2 separate regions of the Sus scrofa genome follow, and region 2 is linked to region 1. Evidence: chromatin contacts called from public HiChIP or PLAC-seq data. All regions are on one chromosome and are shown on one strand. Each heading gives the region's core, a stretch centred on a gene start, on an enhancer-like site or on the middle of the called end of the contact. The rest is flanking DNA. Distances are from core to core; before and after follow the strand shown.

Evidence for each region. HiChIP or PLAC-seq counts read pairs in DNA pulled down with a chosen protein or histone mark.
Region 2: an H3K27ac HiChIP or PLAC-seq map of skeletal muscle shows a contact between it and region 1. The contact joins the enhancer-like site here to the promoter of MAP2K3 in region 1. A contact is called at or near these places in 1 of 5 promoter capture datasets (liver), 5 of 47 Hi-C or Micro-C datasets (embryonic fibroblasts, mesenteric adipose tissue, retroperitoneal adipose tissue and 2 more) and 2 of 2 datasets of contacts at active chromatin or transcription factors (alveolar macrophages and skeletal muscle).

Annotation. Positions count from the first base shown.
Region 1 is chr12:61,391,798-61,399,332 of Sscrofa11.1, reverse strand. It overlaps MAP2K3 (dual specificity mitogen-activated protein kinase kinase 3), which reads right to left and starts at 2,996. Exons shown (of 12, transcript XM_021068056.1): 1 at 2,761-2,996. The coding sequence starts at 2,809.
Region 2 is chr12:61,484,835-61,492,369 of Sscrofa11.1, reverse strand. All of the region lies in intron 1 of KCNJ12 (ATP-sensitive inward rectifier potassium channel 12), which reads right to left. Among named protein-coding and RNA genes, the nearest start is that of KCNJ12, 50 kb to the right of the region's middle. Within about 2 kb of position 3,474, at least 3 of the 83 cell types and tissues checked have an H3K27ac peak or open chromatin away from gene starts, as enhancers often do. A contact at or near this core is called in skeletal muscle, where this site is marked.

The sequences.
Region 1 (7,535 bases), core at 1,747-4,246:
ACCAGCAGCCACATGAAATCACTAGCAAGTGCCCGGGGGTGGTACGGTGCAGAGGGCCCCCCAAGGACAACGTGGCCAGAGGCAGCAGACCCAGGCTGTGCCAACCCAAAATGCCCCTGCCCTGACCCCGATCTAAGGTGGCATGTGGGCGAGGAGGCCCCGGGAAAACTGCAGGGCTGTGGGGCCTGGGGACTCGTCCTCTCCCAGGAAGCTCCCCAGGCCTGTGGCACAGAGGGCAGGGCAGGAAGCTCAGCGGTGACGCTCTCCAGGGTCAAGTGCTGACCACACCCTGCCTGGTCCAAATTCCTTGAGAAGGTGACAAGGAGGACAACACTGTGGCCTGTGCCCAGGGTGGGGAGGGCTCCGTCCAGCCACTCCTCCTGGCTGACCTCAGTTTTGTCACCTGTCAAATGGGTCAGACTGCAGGGAGCATGAAACATGCCAACTGTACAGAGCTGTGCACGCGGGAAGCATCTCATCTGCTCCGTCCACCCTCCAGGTCAGGCGTGGGCTGGAGGAGATGCCTCTGGACAGAGGTGTGATTGGGGGGGGGTCCCCCACCAGCTCAGCCCAAGCATCCGGCACAGAAATGGCACGCCCCCAGAGGAGCACTGCAGAGACACACTAGGTCCACTGCCAAAGCTGTGTGACCTCGGGCAAGGCACTGAGAGCCTCTGAGCCTCAGCTTCCCTGACGGCGAAGAGCACTGTGGACAACTGATGGCGCAGCACCTGGCTCATGGGAACGCGGGTGTGTGGGAGCTCTCGGGGCCTGGGTGAGCGGCACGGTGGCTTCCCCACTACATTTCGCCCCGGACCCCAAAGAGGCTGACGAGGTCCCTGGGCCTTGGGGAGGCCCGACCCTCCATCCAACCCACCCAACAGCATCTGTTACCTGGACTCCCACACTAAAATCCAGCCTGGTCCCCTCTCTGCAGAGGCTCAGAGAGGGCGGCACCTCAGCTCAGGTCACACAGCACGCGCGTCTGCCAAAAGTGCTTTATCCCTTCACACACACGAGCCCTCTCCCTCCGTAACTATGCAACCTGCAATTTTTACTTCGACGAGGGTTTCCCCACCTGGAAGGACCGTCACAAACAAACACGGCTTCCATCGTCTTCTCTCTGCCCCTGAAAGACACTGTGGCCCAGAGTGATGCGTGGACCTGCCCCGGATCTCACAGCCCTGGCCAGGCCAGGCCTCGACCTGGAGCTGGGGAAGAGAAGTGCCCGATTTCCCAGTTCCTGAGCTCCACGAGGTCTGCACAGGGCACATCCCTCCCCAGCCATCTCCCCCTCGAGTGCCTCCTGGGTTACTCACAGCGGTTGGGCAATGGTCAGGGATCCGGCCTCCCACTTAGGTAAGACGTAATTACCCTGCCCACCCGGCCGGCTGGGCTCCGGCCCACAGCCACCGCAGCCGCCAGGAGCAGGGGCAGGCAAGGACCCACACCCTCGCCAGGACCCCACAAGCCCTCCAGCTGCCTGCCCCCCACACACACACACCCAGAAAAAGAGAAGCAGGGACAACCCCTGATGCGGGCCGCTGAGCTCCAGCTGTTGCCTTTCTCCCCCTCACTCTGCAGCTACAATCCAAACAGAGGCAAAGCCTTGATCCCACATGGCTGAGGCCTTTCCAGCTAGAAAAACTGTGACCACGCGAGCCCTTCGCCTCATCACCCACACTGGCCTAAAACTCTTCAGGGTTCACCGTCTCATGCCCAGAGTCCACAGTCCACGGAAGCAGGTGTGATAAGGACACCGGGGCCCAGAGACGCTCCTGCCGCTGGGATGAGGCAGCAGGCTGGGGGGGCAGCCCATTCATCAGGGCTGTGTCCGGTTTGGAAACGTCTCACGCAGCCCAGCCCGCCAAGACTCCGACAGGCCAAAACATCCTTGCCTCTCCCTGCCAAAAAAATCCCCCTTTTGCCCTCCAAGTCTCGTCCTCCCCCTCTGCATGACAAATCCGGCCGCCGCAGCCGCCACCTCACAAAAATTTCCAGGAAGGCCGGCTACTTGGAGAAGACAAGAGCAAGCCCATTGCACAGCCAGCACCCGGCCTGGCAGTGGCCCAGGACCCACAGGCAGCGGGACAGACCTGGGACCAATCAACCCTGGAGACATGCGCAGGAGAGGGTGAGCTCCCTGGTGCAGAGGAGGCTGCAACTCGGGACAAGGCGAGCCCATGAGAGGGGGCTGTGCAGCAGAGCCAGGTGGGAGGCTCAGGGAGGTTCCCAGGGAGACAGGGCTGCAGGGCGGGATGCAGGCAGGCCAGGGAGCGCACAATGTGGAGCCTAGGAGGATGGAGCGCGGTGGGGGTTGGGGGGGAGACGGGGAGTTCTGAGCTGGAGCCTAGCCAGGGCACCCACACGGGAGATCCCCAGCAGGGGGCACCGCTGGGGCCCAGACGTGGAGCCAGTTAAATCCCAGCCTGGATGCAACCCCGGTATCCAGAAGTGGAAGCGGGCTGGGCGCGGGCTCAGAGTGACTCCCACCTCGGTCCAGCTGAGGGACCCGGATTGGGAGAGTTCCTGTCCAGGGTGCAGTTAAGGCCCAAACCGGGAGGTCAGATGGACGTTCCTGACCCGGAGCGGGGTGATCAGGACCAGACCCCCGCCTGAGTTTGGGCCTGGGTGCAGCCCCAAAGCCTAAAATGGGACCCAGTCGAGGTCCCAGGATGGGCGCGGGACCGAAGAGCGAGAGGTTCGAGGCCGGGCCAGAGGACCGCGCAAGACTCGCGTCTGCAGTCCAGGCGCTCCTACCTTTGGGCGGGGGCACGCCGGCGGGAGGACTCGCGGCGGGCGACTCCATGGTGCAGGCGGGTCGGGGCGGCAGCGGGATTAGTCCAGGGGGCGACGGGCTGGGCCCGAGCGGAACGCGCTCATGGCTGCGGGCGGGCGGCCCGGGCGGCGGCCAGGGCGGCGGCGAGGACGCGACCGCGGCAGGCGGCGGCGGGGCCAGACTGGGCAGCGCGACTGGGGCCCCGGCCGGACGGCGCCGACGCAAGCCCCGCCCCGCACCCCCATTGGTCCTCCGGTCTCCGGGGCCCGGCCCCTGCCTATCAAACGCGGGCCCGGGGCTGCCCGTCAAGCTCAAGCCTCGCCCTCCGTTGGCCGGGGATGTGGCTCCTCCCACCGCCTGTCAAGCCCGCCTGCCACCTGGAAACCAGTCAGGCTCCGCACCCCCGCCGACCAGGCGCAAGCCCCGCCCACCCGGACTCGAGCCCCGCAGTGTGCGCAGCGACCGGGTGTCCCCGGCGGCCTGGCGGAGGCCCTGGGGAGCAGGAAGGCGGGTGCCGCCGGTGGGCTCGAAGTGCGCCCCGGGGGTGAAGCTGGGGTCAGATCCCGATTCGACTACTTCATAGCGGGGCTGACCTGGGCAAGTCAGGCCACCCGAGCCTGTTTTCGCGTCCCCGCCTCCCGGCGCTGCTGGTGGGAAGAGACCCTGGCTTCCACCGACACGCAAGAGGTGTTTGTTGACTGAATGCCCGGCGTGCGCATGTTTATTCCGTATTCAGCAACGGCTGGGGACACAAAGGCCGGCTTGGTGGTACCTGGGGAGAAGTCAGCAAACGTCGGTAGCTCTGAGGGCTGTGTCCCCTGCCCCCGCCCGGTTCTACACGTGCGGAAACAGCCTTAGCGAGTAAGACGGCATCTCAAAGCATTTCAGCCAAGGTCTAGTCCTGGCTCTCTCCCACGCCCTTGATTCCGTCCCTCCTCCTCTCGAGGCCTCAGTCTGCTCATCTGTATAATGTCCAGTCGGGCCGGTGCCCTTTCTGCTCCCACGTGGGAGCTTGGGATTTCAGGAGCCACTGACCAAGCTGGCAAACTGGGACCAGGACTTGGATAGCCGGCCTGGCAAAGGTCACAGGGTCAGCCCCTGGCTTCAGGCAGGTATGAGCGTGTGACCTGCCAGGCATCTCACGTGAGGGAAGCAGATTCCACCACCTGCTAGAAAGGCGTGGAGCCTTCCTGCTTTTAAGACAGAGGTGACCCTCGGGGCCCACCCACACAGTCAGATGAGATAAGGGGAGGCCTACTAATTATCATTATTTCCTCCTGTGTCTCTGGCTCATCTTTCCCGGCAGTGGGCAGAAAGGCATGAGCTATGGACTCCTCAGGCTACGGGTTCAAATGCCAACACTGCTGCTTACAGCCCTGTCCCATGGGGACAACGAGGCCTCTCTGAAATTAGTCCATGACCGCCACCTTGGAAGTGCCTGGCTTCAGGCCTGGAACTCACTAGGTGCCCAAGAGATGTTTGTAAACACACTGTGGACACCTCCTACAGGAAGCGCTCACCACTCCTGGGTGTCTGGAGCTGCCCAGAGCACTCTGTCCCAAATGGGTCATGTGGCCTCAGGACCTGCTGCTTATCCATCTGGGAAACAGGCACTGGCAGCAGCTACCTTCTTCCTGGGACTGCAGGCCTGCTCCTGCTGGTTTTCTTGGTTCAGGCCCCCAGTGGCCGCTAGGACTTCTGCTCCTCCCATGGTACCCCCCACCGCTTTGCTCTGCCTGTGCCATGTGCAAGGGTCTCAGTGCTGCCCCTTGAACATGCCACTACCCACCCTGCCTGGCTGCTGCTGTCCCCTCTGCCCACAACCTCTTTCTCCCCCACCTCCCACCATAATTCCCGGGGCTTTCATCCTGCAGGCCTCCTCTTAAAGGAACTCCCTCAAAAGACCTTTCTGGCCACCCCCCACCCCCAAATCAGTTTTCATTCTCTGCACAGCACTCTGCCACCAATGCCTTTCTTATTTACCCTGCTTTTACTCTGGCTCTCACTCTAGACCATCAGCCCCTCCTGGGCAGGAATCTTGCCAACTGGCTCCCTGTGGATTTCTTCTCTCTTTTTTTTTTTTTTTTTTTTTTGGTCTTTTTAGGGCCGCTCCTGCAGCATATGGAGGTTCCCAGGCTAGGGGTTCAACAGGAGCTGTAGCTGCCCACCTATGCCAGAGCCACAGCAACTCGGGATCCCAGCCGCATCTGCAACCTACACCACGGCTCATGGCAATACCGGATCCTTAACCCACTGAGCGAGGCCAGGGATCAAACCCGCATCCTCACGGATGCTAGCCGGGCTGGTTAACCCCTGAGCCATGATGGGAACTCCCCCTGTGGAATTCCTGATGCACCGCTCAGGGCCCAGCACATAGTAGGTGCCTAATAAATACTTGCGGCATGAACAAAGGGAGGACGGAAGCGCTGCCGCAGACACTGGAAGCAACTCCGGTCGGTCCCGTGCTGGGCTGCTCCTACGACTCAGTCAAGGCCCTGCAGTTGGAGGAGGTTAGTCAGGGAGCCTGACAGCCCAAGAATCACAAAACTCCATGTGGGGCGCTATAAATAGACACATGAGCAAAAGCCCCAGGCCGGTGCCGGACTCCACCTGGGTGAGGTCAGGAAGGCTCCGCAGAAGAGGTGACTTTGAAACTGGACCTTTAAGGGCCCGTAGGCGCTCAGCAGGCGGAAAGGCAAGAGTCTCCCCAGACAGGGCTGGACCTGCGAGAGGGGCCACGGGTGAGGGCCCGGTGGGAGGCAGAGGCACGCTGATGCTGGGCAGGGGCACCGCCCAGAGCTCCTTCCCCTCTTCCTTGCTGGCGGCAGTCACATCTGCTGGCCTCCCTCTGCCTCGAAGGAGCCAGTGAGGCTGGGCTTCCATGACCCCTCAGAAACCAGGCGGGACATTGGACAGGGTCACTGTAACAGGCTGCCTCTTGCCCTGACTCCTGGAATCCCAAACACCCTCTGGAAGACAGAGAAAGGAGAGTGGCCACAGCAGGGTGTGGTGTGAGCCAAGGTGGGTGGGGCCTGGGGTGCCGAGGGCCGGGGGGAGATGGCCGGAGCTCGGCCAGTCATTCCTTCGACAACTATTTATTGCGCACTGACTGCGTGCCTGGCACTGAGGGCTCCACGTCGAAGAGACAGACGCAACACCCTGCCCTCGGGGAGATGACGGATTGTCCGGTGGGTGAACCACACGAGCAAAATGCCCAAGTTAAATTATAGCTGGCCAGAGGATAAGTGCGACGGAGAAACCAGGGAAGGCAGTGGGGCTGTACTCTTACAGAGGGAGGGCAGGAGGAGCTCCCACCGCCGCGCAGCGGAAGTGAATCCGATTAGGAACAGTGAGACTGCGGGTTCAATCCCTGGCCTTCTCAGTGGGTTAAGGATCTGGCGTTGTCCTGAGCTGTGGTGTAGATCGCAGATGCGGCTCGGATCTGGCCTTGCTGTGGCTGTGGTGGAGGCCGGCAGCTGTAGCTCCGATTGGACCCCTAGCCTGGAACCTCCATATGCTGGGGGTACGGCCCTAAAAAGCAAAAAAAAAAAAAAAAGAGAGAGGGAGGTCGGGACAAGCCTTACTAGAAGGTGACGTGTAGGCACAGCCCCGAGGGGGTGAGGGAGCAGTGGTGAGTCTGTCGGGGAAGAACATTGCGGGAGGAAGGAACAGCGGGTGCAGAGGCCTTGAGATGCGCGGCTGGGAGGGGAGTAACTGCGGCTGGGGAAGGCGAGCTGAGGGCCCTGCTCTCACCTATATGCACCCCTGCTCGTGCTCACTCACACTCTCCCACGGGCCCAGTTCACACCTCCGTCCACACACCCCAGACACACACGCACACAACGCGTGATCACAGCGGGGATGCACAAGCAGGTACCCGTGAGCGGAGCACAAGCTCAGGCCCATTCCAGACACAGGCCGCAGGTACAGCTAGGCGCATGCGCCCACACAGCCGCGGCACCGCAAGGGCCTCCTCAGCCTGGGTCCACAGTGCCCTCTGGTGGCCAGTTCTGGCCAGGCGGCTGGACGAGAGCTGGTCGCGGCGGCGCCCTGGGCGCTGCGGTGACTTCTCTACTCCTCTTCCCCTTCTGTGCTTTCTTTCTGCCCTCAGTTCCTCCACAGTGAAGCCAGGGGCCTTCCAACAGGTAGGGCTGGCCAAGCTCCACACCCTGCTGTGGCTCCCGAAGAGAATAGCTTCCCAGCCATTTTCCCCAACCCCAGCTTTCCTCCCTGAGCCTTTCTTTGCAAAGGTGGTTCCCTCAGCTGGAAATGCCCTTCCCTGCCTTCCCCACCTGACTCATTCCTACCCCCTTCAAAGCCCAGCTCTGAAACATGGAGGGGAGGCTGCCTCCCAGGACCCCTGCCCTGCACTACCCCTCTCATCAGGGACCCCAGCTGTGCCCGTGGCCACAGCCCCACTTGCATCTGCAGCAGAACCAAGCCGCCCCAAGGCAGGGGGTGAGCTCCCTCTGGCCCAGCATCAGGCAGTGGAGGTGGTGCTGCAGGCTGCATGAGGACAGTGACTCTGCTCTGGTCACCGTAGGGCCCCAGCACATGGCAGGTGCACAGCGGGCCGTTGGGGAAGTAGGAGGGCTCACAGCCAAGCACGGTGCATACACATTCTTATTATTATCTGTACATAACGGACGAGCAGCGCAGGCTCCAGGGGTCAAAGGCTGCGGGTCACCCCAGACTGTGGCCAGAGCTGTTTCCCTGCCCAAGCCTCCATTCGACAAGCCTGCAGCAGCCTCCTCTG
Region 2 (7,535 bases), core at 2,225-4,724, 93 kb before region 1:
GACACGCGCTGGTAGGCAGGGCAGACCAAAAACAGGCTGGGGAGAGAGAAGCCGAGTAACTCCAGAGGTCGGGAAAGGCCTCGCTGAGGGGGCTGCCACTGGACTTGAGACCTGTGGAGGAGAGAACGGGGGGGCAGGGTTCGTGGAAGTGGAAACACCAGGATAAAGGCTGGAACGTCGCTCCATTCCAAGTGTTCGGGGTTGGGGGGGAGGCGGGTAGGCTGGGCCAGAGGGTCCCAGGGTGAGGTGGCGGCCGTCAGGCTGGGGGAGCACCGGAGTCTCCTGTTGCTCACCTGCCAGTGGCCGTAAAAATCCACAAAGACGGCATTGGAGGAAAGGCCTCCCACCTCCTGCCTTGCCACATGCCAGACCCTCTGCCCACAGCCCTTTCTTCCTCCTGCTCCCTCAAACTCCTATGCATCCTTCAATACCCAATTCCATGCCTCTGCTCCTATCCCTCCAAATCTCTCCCTTGAGGCTGGGGCCTGGGTCTGACTGCCCTGAGCATGGGGCCAGGGTCTGGGAGGAGGCTGAGGGCAACAGGAACCAGGCCTCAGAAGGCCCCTCATGATTTTGCCCCTGTGACCTGAGAGCGCCCTCGAGGGCCTGCACTGCAAGATGGCAGGCGGGGCGTCAGGCTATCCCAAGACCACTCCGGCCTCAACCTGCCTTGGGCCCGGCCCTGTCACTTCCCCCTCTGGTCCCTGCTCACCTTGCTACAGGGAGCGGGGTCTCCCACCTTCTCTCATGGGAACTGCTCACAGCAGGGGACCCCTGCAGGACGGGGGCATGGCTGTCGTCAGCGTCCCCTCAGAGCTGGGCCAGGTGAGTAGGCTGACCCCATCCCTGCAGGCTGTGTGCCCCCCGCCCCAAGGTGGCACATGCCAGGAGGTCCTCCTTGGGGACCCAGAGATGGGCCCCAAGGCAGCGTGAACTCAACACTCATGGGAAAACGCGGACACCCCCTTTTCTCGGCAAAGTGGACACGGCTCCCTCTGCGGTGCGTGGAGGCAGGGAGGCCCTGGCCACAGCCTCTGCTGGGTCTTGACCTCTGAGGGGCTTTTCAACAACGGCCTGCTCATCACTGTCTCACACGTTTTCAAATCCTATTTTCACAAGAAGCTCATGTCTCTGTTTCCTCTTGTACGCGGGTTTTCTCCTGCATTTGAAAGCATTACCCTGAGCAAGTGGGTGTCAGAAAGCGTCTACAGGCAGCCAGGTGGAGACGGGGGGCCTCGCCTGCAGGTGGGGGTAACCCGCCGCCTCTTCGCTCTTTGCCTGTTCGTTTGACCCACAAGCAGCTCCCTCGAGCACCAAGTGCGGTGTGAACGGGGGGTGCCGGCCCCTTGGTGTTCGCATCAGGTAGGATGACAGACAGACCCTTCGGGAGCAAATGAACAAAAGAGGAGGGATCCAGCTGTAGCAGGTGCTGCCCGGCCTGGGGAAGTGCGGGCCGGCTGGCGGAGAGCCGGGCGCCAGGGCCCCCGCACAGGCTCCAGGCAGAGGGCCCGCGGCAGGAAGGGGTGGCCAAGAGGTGAGATGACCTCTGGGTGGGAGGCAGCTTGGCACCCACCCACAGCGTCTCAGGTCAAACCCAAAGTCACAGGGAGTCCCTCCCGGGGCCCAGGCCGCCAACGCGAACCCGAGGATTTTTCTAGAACGCATGAAGAGTGACAGCAGCACCCTTGCCTCAGCAGATGCAATTCTCAGCATCATCTCGTCCTGGGTGAGGTACAGGTCCTCCTCGGCCTGATGGCCCGAGGAGACGGACGCTCGGGATGGGAGGACGAAGCTGGAGGGTGACTGACCTTCTGACCCACTGCAGCCTCACACGCTCTTCCAACTCCAGCCGCTGGAGCCGTGCACCCACATGGACACTGTGGCACCAGCTATGCCAGTTCATGCTACGGGTCCTTTGCACAGTGGCAGCAGGCCAGGGCTCAGAGCGGGTGAGCACCCTGCCGGGGGCCACAGAGCCAGTCCTGCACAGAGCTGGGAGCGGAATCAACTGAATCCAGCTGCAGGGCCATCGGAACAGAGACCTAGGACTTGACCACATGTCTGGCCCTGAGATCTCCAGGAGAAACCACAATCTCTCCAAGAGGCTCAGGGCCCCTCCTACAGGAAGCCTTCCCTGGCTGCCTCCCCCTCGTGTTGCCTGGTGCTGTGGGGAAGTAGGGGCTGCTGAGAGCCCACGACTGGTGGGGCAGGGGCCCGGTGCTACGTGGCCTTGAGCACTGGCCCTCCCTAGGCCTGTGTCCAGGAAGAGGAAGTAGACTGGGGGCGGGGCGGGGGGGGGGGGCTCCTGGTGCAGAAGGAGTGAGCAGCGGGTCTCTGCCCCAAGAGCAGGAGGGATGGCCACGGAGACCCCCAGGGGAAGCCTTCGTACGCCTGAAGCTTTTATTTAGCACCACCTGTGTGCACCTCTCAACGACCCTATAGGACACTCCCCACGAGGAAGAAACAGGTGAGAGAGAGAGAATCCAGTGCCGGTCAGTGCCTGGGGCTGTCCCTCCTCAAGCTGGCATCCTGAAGAGGTCACGTGCACCTAGTGGCCAGCATGGGTGATGAGGCTGGCCCCACCTTCATCTCCATGCCAGCCAGCAGGGGGGCGTGGGGGCGTGGCCTCCTCCTGCGCAGGGTCCAGCTGCTGCCTACTCTCACGGCCCTGCCTCCACCTCCAAGGCACGTGTTCATAAGATTAACCTTTGCCTCCGGCCCCACATCTGTAAAAGGGGCCCAGTTCTACTGCCTGCCTAGGGCAGCTGCTAGTCTAGGCCAAGGGCCCAGGTCAGGGTCCAGCAAGGGCGCTGGTGTGTGCACACGTCCGGCACAGGCGCACAGTCTGGGGAGTGGGTGCACGTCATTCTAGGAGCACAGGCTGTGCGCAGACCTGGCTCCACTTGTTTCCCCAGAAACGGATCCTGAGTCAAGGATCTGGGAGCAGGTGGCTTATTTTGGAGGTGATGCCAGAGGGACGGCAGTCCGAGCGGGCGCCTAGGATGCTCACCCGGTTATCCTCCTGGGAGCAAAGGAGCCTCCAGAGTGGCGGGCAGTGCTGAAGGTGGGCGCCGCAGCAGGTGGAGGCGGGTTCACCAAGGACAGCGGGCGGGCACGGGACATGTTCACCCCACAGCTGTGTGGCCAGACCCGGTGTGCTGACGCAGAGACCAGGCGCAAGGGATGAAGCGGACAGCCCGCTGCTCACACACAGAGGGCGCGTGCCTGGGGGCAGCACATGCTGGCTGTGCACCCCGTCCTCCGAGGGAACACACACAAAGCGACAGAGACGGTGTCCTCAAGCAAACACCACGCCGAGACTGCACACCCTGGGCTGAGTCTCCGCCTGTCTGCTCTTGCACACGCATATGCCTACGCTAGAGCCTTGTGTGTGCACACGTGTGTACAAGGCACAGCACAAGCACACATGCATGTTCAGGCCATATGCGTGTGCATGCACCCAGGTCTCTCGCCCAACCCCGGCAGTGGCCACGGCGGAGATGGTCTGGTCACCTTGGTAACAGGGCAGGATCTGGCTAAGCTGGGACAGCCTCAGTTCAAAAGCAAGAAAAGAAAAAAAGAAAATCAAACCGCAGAGTACAAAGAGGAGATGGAGCTCTATGGCTGGAGGGGGGAGCTCAGTCCCAGGCTCCACGCACAGCTCCCCCCAGCCCAGCCTGCCGGCCCCCAACCCAGGCGAGGGCTGCTGGAGCCAGGACCCAGGTCCGAGGACCCAGAGGGCTGACAGTCCCTGACAGTCTCTGATGTGGGATCTGATGTGTCTCGGATGTGGGATCCCATCAGAGTCCCGGGGTCGGGGGGGCCCATCTGGGAGGGCAGCAAGTAGGGACCAGGTGGGCCCCCGGCAGATCCACCAAGCCCCAGAAGAGGGCGCCCTAGACACCAGGCACTTAGCGGACCAGGGGCACAGAAGTCACCCTGTCTGGACAATTAAGGCACAAATTGCACGTTGCCTCATGGCCAGTGCATTAGCCCAGATCGTGTGATGACTTATTCAGGAGCTCCTGCTCCTTCTCATCCCCGCGGCCAGCTCAGCAGCCTTGCTGCCTCTGCCAGGTGGGGAGGGAGGGCCCGGTCACAGACGCTTCCCTACCCTCGCTCACAGACACTGCGGGCTATTTATGCTTCATCAGACCCAGCGCATGGGGACAGAACCATGGCACTCGCTCCCGGCAGCCAGGAGCCGAACTCCCCCCCCCCCGCACGCCAGGGTCTGGGAGGTGGATGCTGCCACCAGGCGCCCTTGCTCCAGAGCCTGTGGCAGGACCTCTGCTCACATGCACAGGCTGTGCCATGCCTGCCTCATCGTGTCCAGAGAAAGCCCTAGAAGGAAGAGTCTGCTATTATCCACATCCAACAGACGAGGAAAAAGGCTCAGAGAACTACGGTGACTTACCCGAGGCCACACAGCCTGCCAGACGCAGAAGTGGGGGCTAAAGCCAGCAAGTGGCTCCAAAGCCAGGGCCTTTACTGCACAGCATTTGACCTCCCTTGTAGGGTGCCCTCTGAGGTGGGCGTTGTTACGACCCCTGCTTTACAGAAGAGGAAACTGAGGCTCAGAGAGGTAACATGACTTGCCGAGGTCACACAGCCACGAATGGAAGCCAGGCCATGACCTTGCCTGATCCTGTGCCCCAATCCACGGCCTGGCTGATGCCCCCATGCATCCGGGAGCAGCCCCGGGGGGTTAGAATGGCTCAGGGCACCCTGTCCCCCCTGCTACCTGAAGTTAAGCCAGGTGGGGGGCCTTGACCTGGGGAGGTGACCCTGGCTCTCTGCCCGGCCCCCATCCAGACACCAAGTGGAGGGCTGGCTGGCCTGGCTCAGCCGTCAGCACGGGGACGGTGTGAAGTCCCCCTGGCGCTGACCTCCAGCCATCACCCTCACAGAGAAGGGGCCCTCACCTGCCAATCCCAGGGGCATGCCACAACCCCTGGCTTCTCCTGAGATCCCGGGAACTCAGCTGGCTAGAGCTCTGGCTGCCTCTTGGGGCCTCAGTGTCCTCAGCGGTCAAATGGGCACCGACAGGCCTTCGGAGGGGGGCGAGGTGGGCCTTTAAGACTTGGTGCCTCACACAGGGTCTTCGCACAGTCATTGCCCGGCAAGTGGCCACAGCAGGTGGCATTCACATTGTCCGCAAAGCACAAAGCTGCCCACCTGCTTAAACGCAAGCTAAACGGACGTGGCGGTGCGCTGGTTCCGAGTTCAAGTTCCAACTCTCTGGTGTGTGTCTCTCACCCCTGCAGCCCCCTCTCCGAGCCCCCGCGTCCCTGCCTGTCGGCTAAGGATGCCTTGCCTTCTCCCCTGGGCTGCCCAGGTGTGTGCGAGACCCGGCTCCAGCCTCGGCACGTGAGAGCCAAACAGCCCCTCACCCCACCCTGACCCCAAGGCCAGGGCAGTGGGCACCCCTAAGAGACACCCCAAGCCCGTGCCTGCCTGCCAGGAGCCAGAGAGGGCGGTGCCAGGGCCACATGGCACGGCACCCCCCACGCTCTCCCCGCCTCAGCTGCAGCCAGAACAGCACCCCCTCCCCCAGACAGTCCACAGCCCCCGCCGGCGCACCGACTTCGTTCAAATCAGATATGGCAAGAACTTGGGCAGGTGGCTTCACCTCCCTGGGCCTCAGGTCCCCGTCTAACACGGGGAAGACGTGACTCTTGCGGGGACAGATGAGTTCACGCAGAGCCTGGCACCATGCCTGGCAGACAGCAGTGTTACCGTCACCACATTACCAGCGGCATCTCTGTGCCAGGCACTGCGGAGAGGACCCATCCGTTCCAGCCCTGGCCACACTGTGTGCTCGTGGTCTGTTTTCAGGCCTGCCGGCCCCAGGAGTCCCCAAACATTTCCAGGCACCTCTTTTCTGTGGCCCCAGCAGGGCCCAGAAGGAGCTTCTGGAAAGAAAATGAGCCACCGTTTTCTGACGGCTCACATCTGGCACCATGCTCCCTGCCAGTCCCCACCTGCAGGATGCCCACTGCTGGCAACTTCTGGCCCGGTCCTCGGGCTGGGTTTGGGGCCTCCCCCAACCCTCTGGGCCCCGGGGTTTCTCTCTGTCACAGCCCTGACCACACTAGGGCTCTCCCACCCCGGAGACCTGAGCTTCGAGATCTGATTCATCTGGAGTCACGCAGCGCAGGCCAGGCGCAGAGCAAGGGCTGACTTGTGTGCAGAGCCCACAAAGACTGCTTACACCTGCCCACAACGCGCCAGACCTGGGACCCAAGGACTTTACCTGGGGGGCTCACTCAAGCTGCAAAGGTCTACGTTCACCCAGGAGGGAGCTGAGCCCCAGGGAGGCGGCCCGTGAACACTGGAGACACCGTGTGGGCTGTAGCCGGGCTCCTAAGGCCCCTCCTCCAGGAGGGGTGGCAGTAGAGGCCGGCCCTAGTGACCAGCGACGCCCCACAGTGAGGGCGCCCCTCCAGGCACATTCTGCCAGCCACTGGCCCAAACACGGGGTCCTCGGAGGTTGACGTGGGGGCTGAAAGTTGAAATAGTGGGGGTGTGGGGACAGACGTCAGGCTTATGGGACTGACTGCACACTCCGGCCTCGTGGCCTCATCTGTGTAATGGGTCCTACGGGGACTAAGACAAGCCTGGCACTGGCAGAGCCGGCACTCAGCCATCAGCTGTGGACAGATGGGGGCAGGGGTTCCCCAGCCTCCCACCATCCGGTTTCCACCTCCTACCAGCAGGTCAGCCCAGAGACGCCCACAGCGTTAAAGGGTCTGGCCCCAGATGGACAGCCAGTGGACAGCGGTGCCTCATGAACAAGCAAGAGTTCCCACCAGCGGAAACACATCTGACTCGCATCCATGAGGACACAGGTTCAATCCCTGGCCTCGCTCAGTGGGTTAAGGATCCATCACTGCCATGAGCTGTGGTGTAGGTCACAGATGCAGCTCAGACCCCGCGTTGCTGTGGCTGAGGTGTAGGCTGGCGGCTACAGCTCCGATTCTACCCCGAGGCTGGGAACCTCCATGTGCCACGGGTGTGACCCTAAAAAGATAAAAAAGAAAAAAGAAAAGGCACCGCCGACCCTGCACAAAAGCAGGGAGCTGCCAAGACTGTGCCCTCGAGGGAGGGCAGCCTGGGCCGGGGCAAGCAGGGCCAGGCCTGGCAGGGCCTACAGCCAGGCTCCTAAGGCTACCCCATCAGCTAGAGCCAGACCCCGAGACCAGGGCTCAGAGGAGCCCCCATAAACCTCTCAGAGCCTCACGCCTGCGTCTGTAAACGGGGCTAGGATGAGCATCAGCACCTTCCAGGGTCACCCTGGGAAAGAACGTGCCAAACGGAACCTCCAGTCCTGGTCCAGACGCAGCCCCGGCCCCTGAGAGTGTGGTGGGCTGCACGGGAGGGGCCAGAAGTTTCTCGGGGTCAGAGCACAGCACGGGGTGGGGGTCAGAGCACTGCCCCCCCCCGCCCCGTGCCATGGTCACACCCAGTTCACCGGTCACAGCACATGCCTCCTCACCCGTTTACACACTCAGACACATGCCCTCCACACAGTC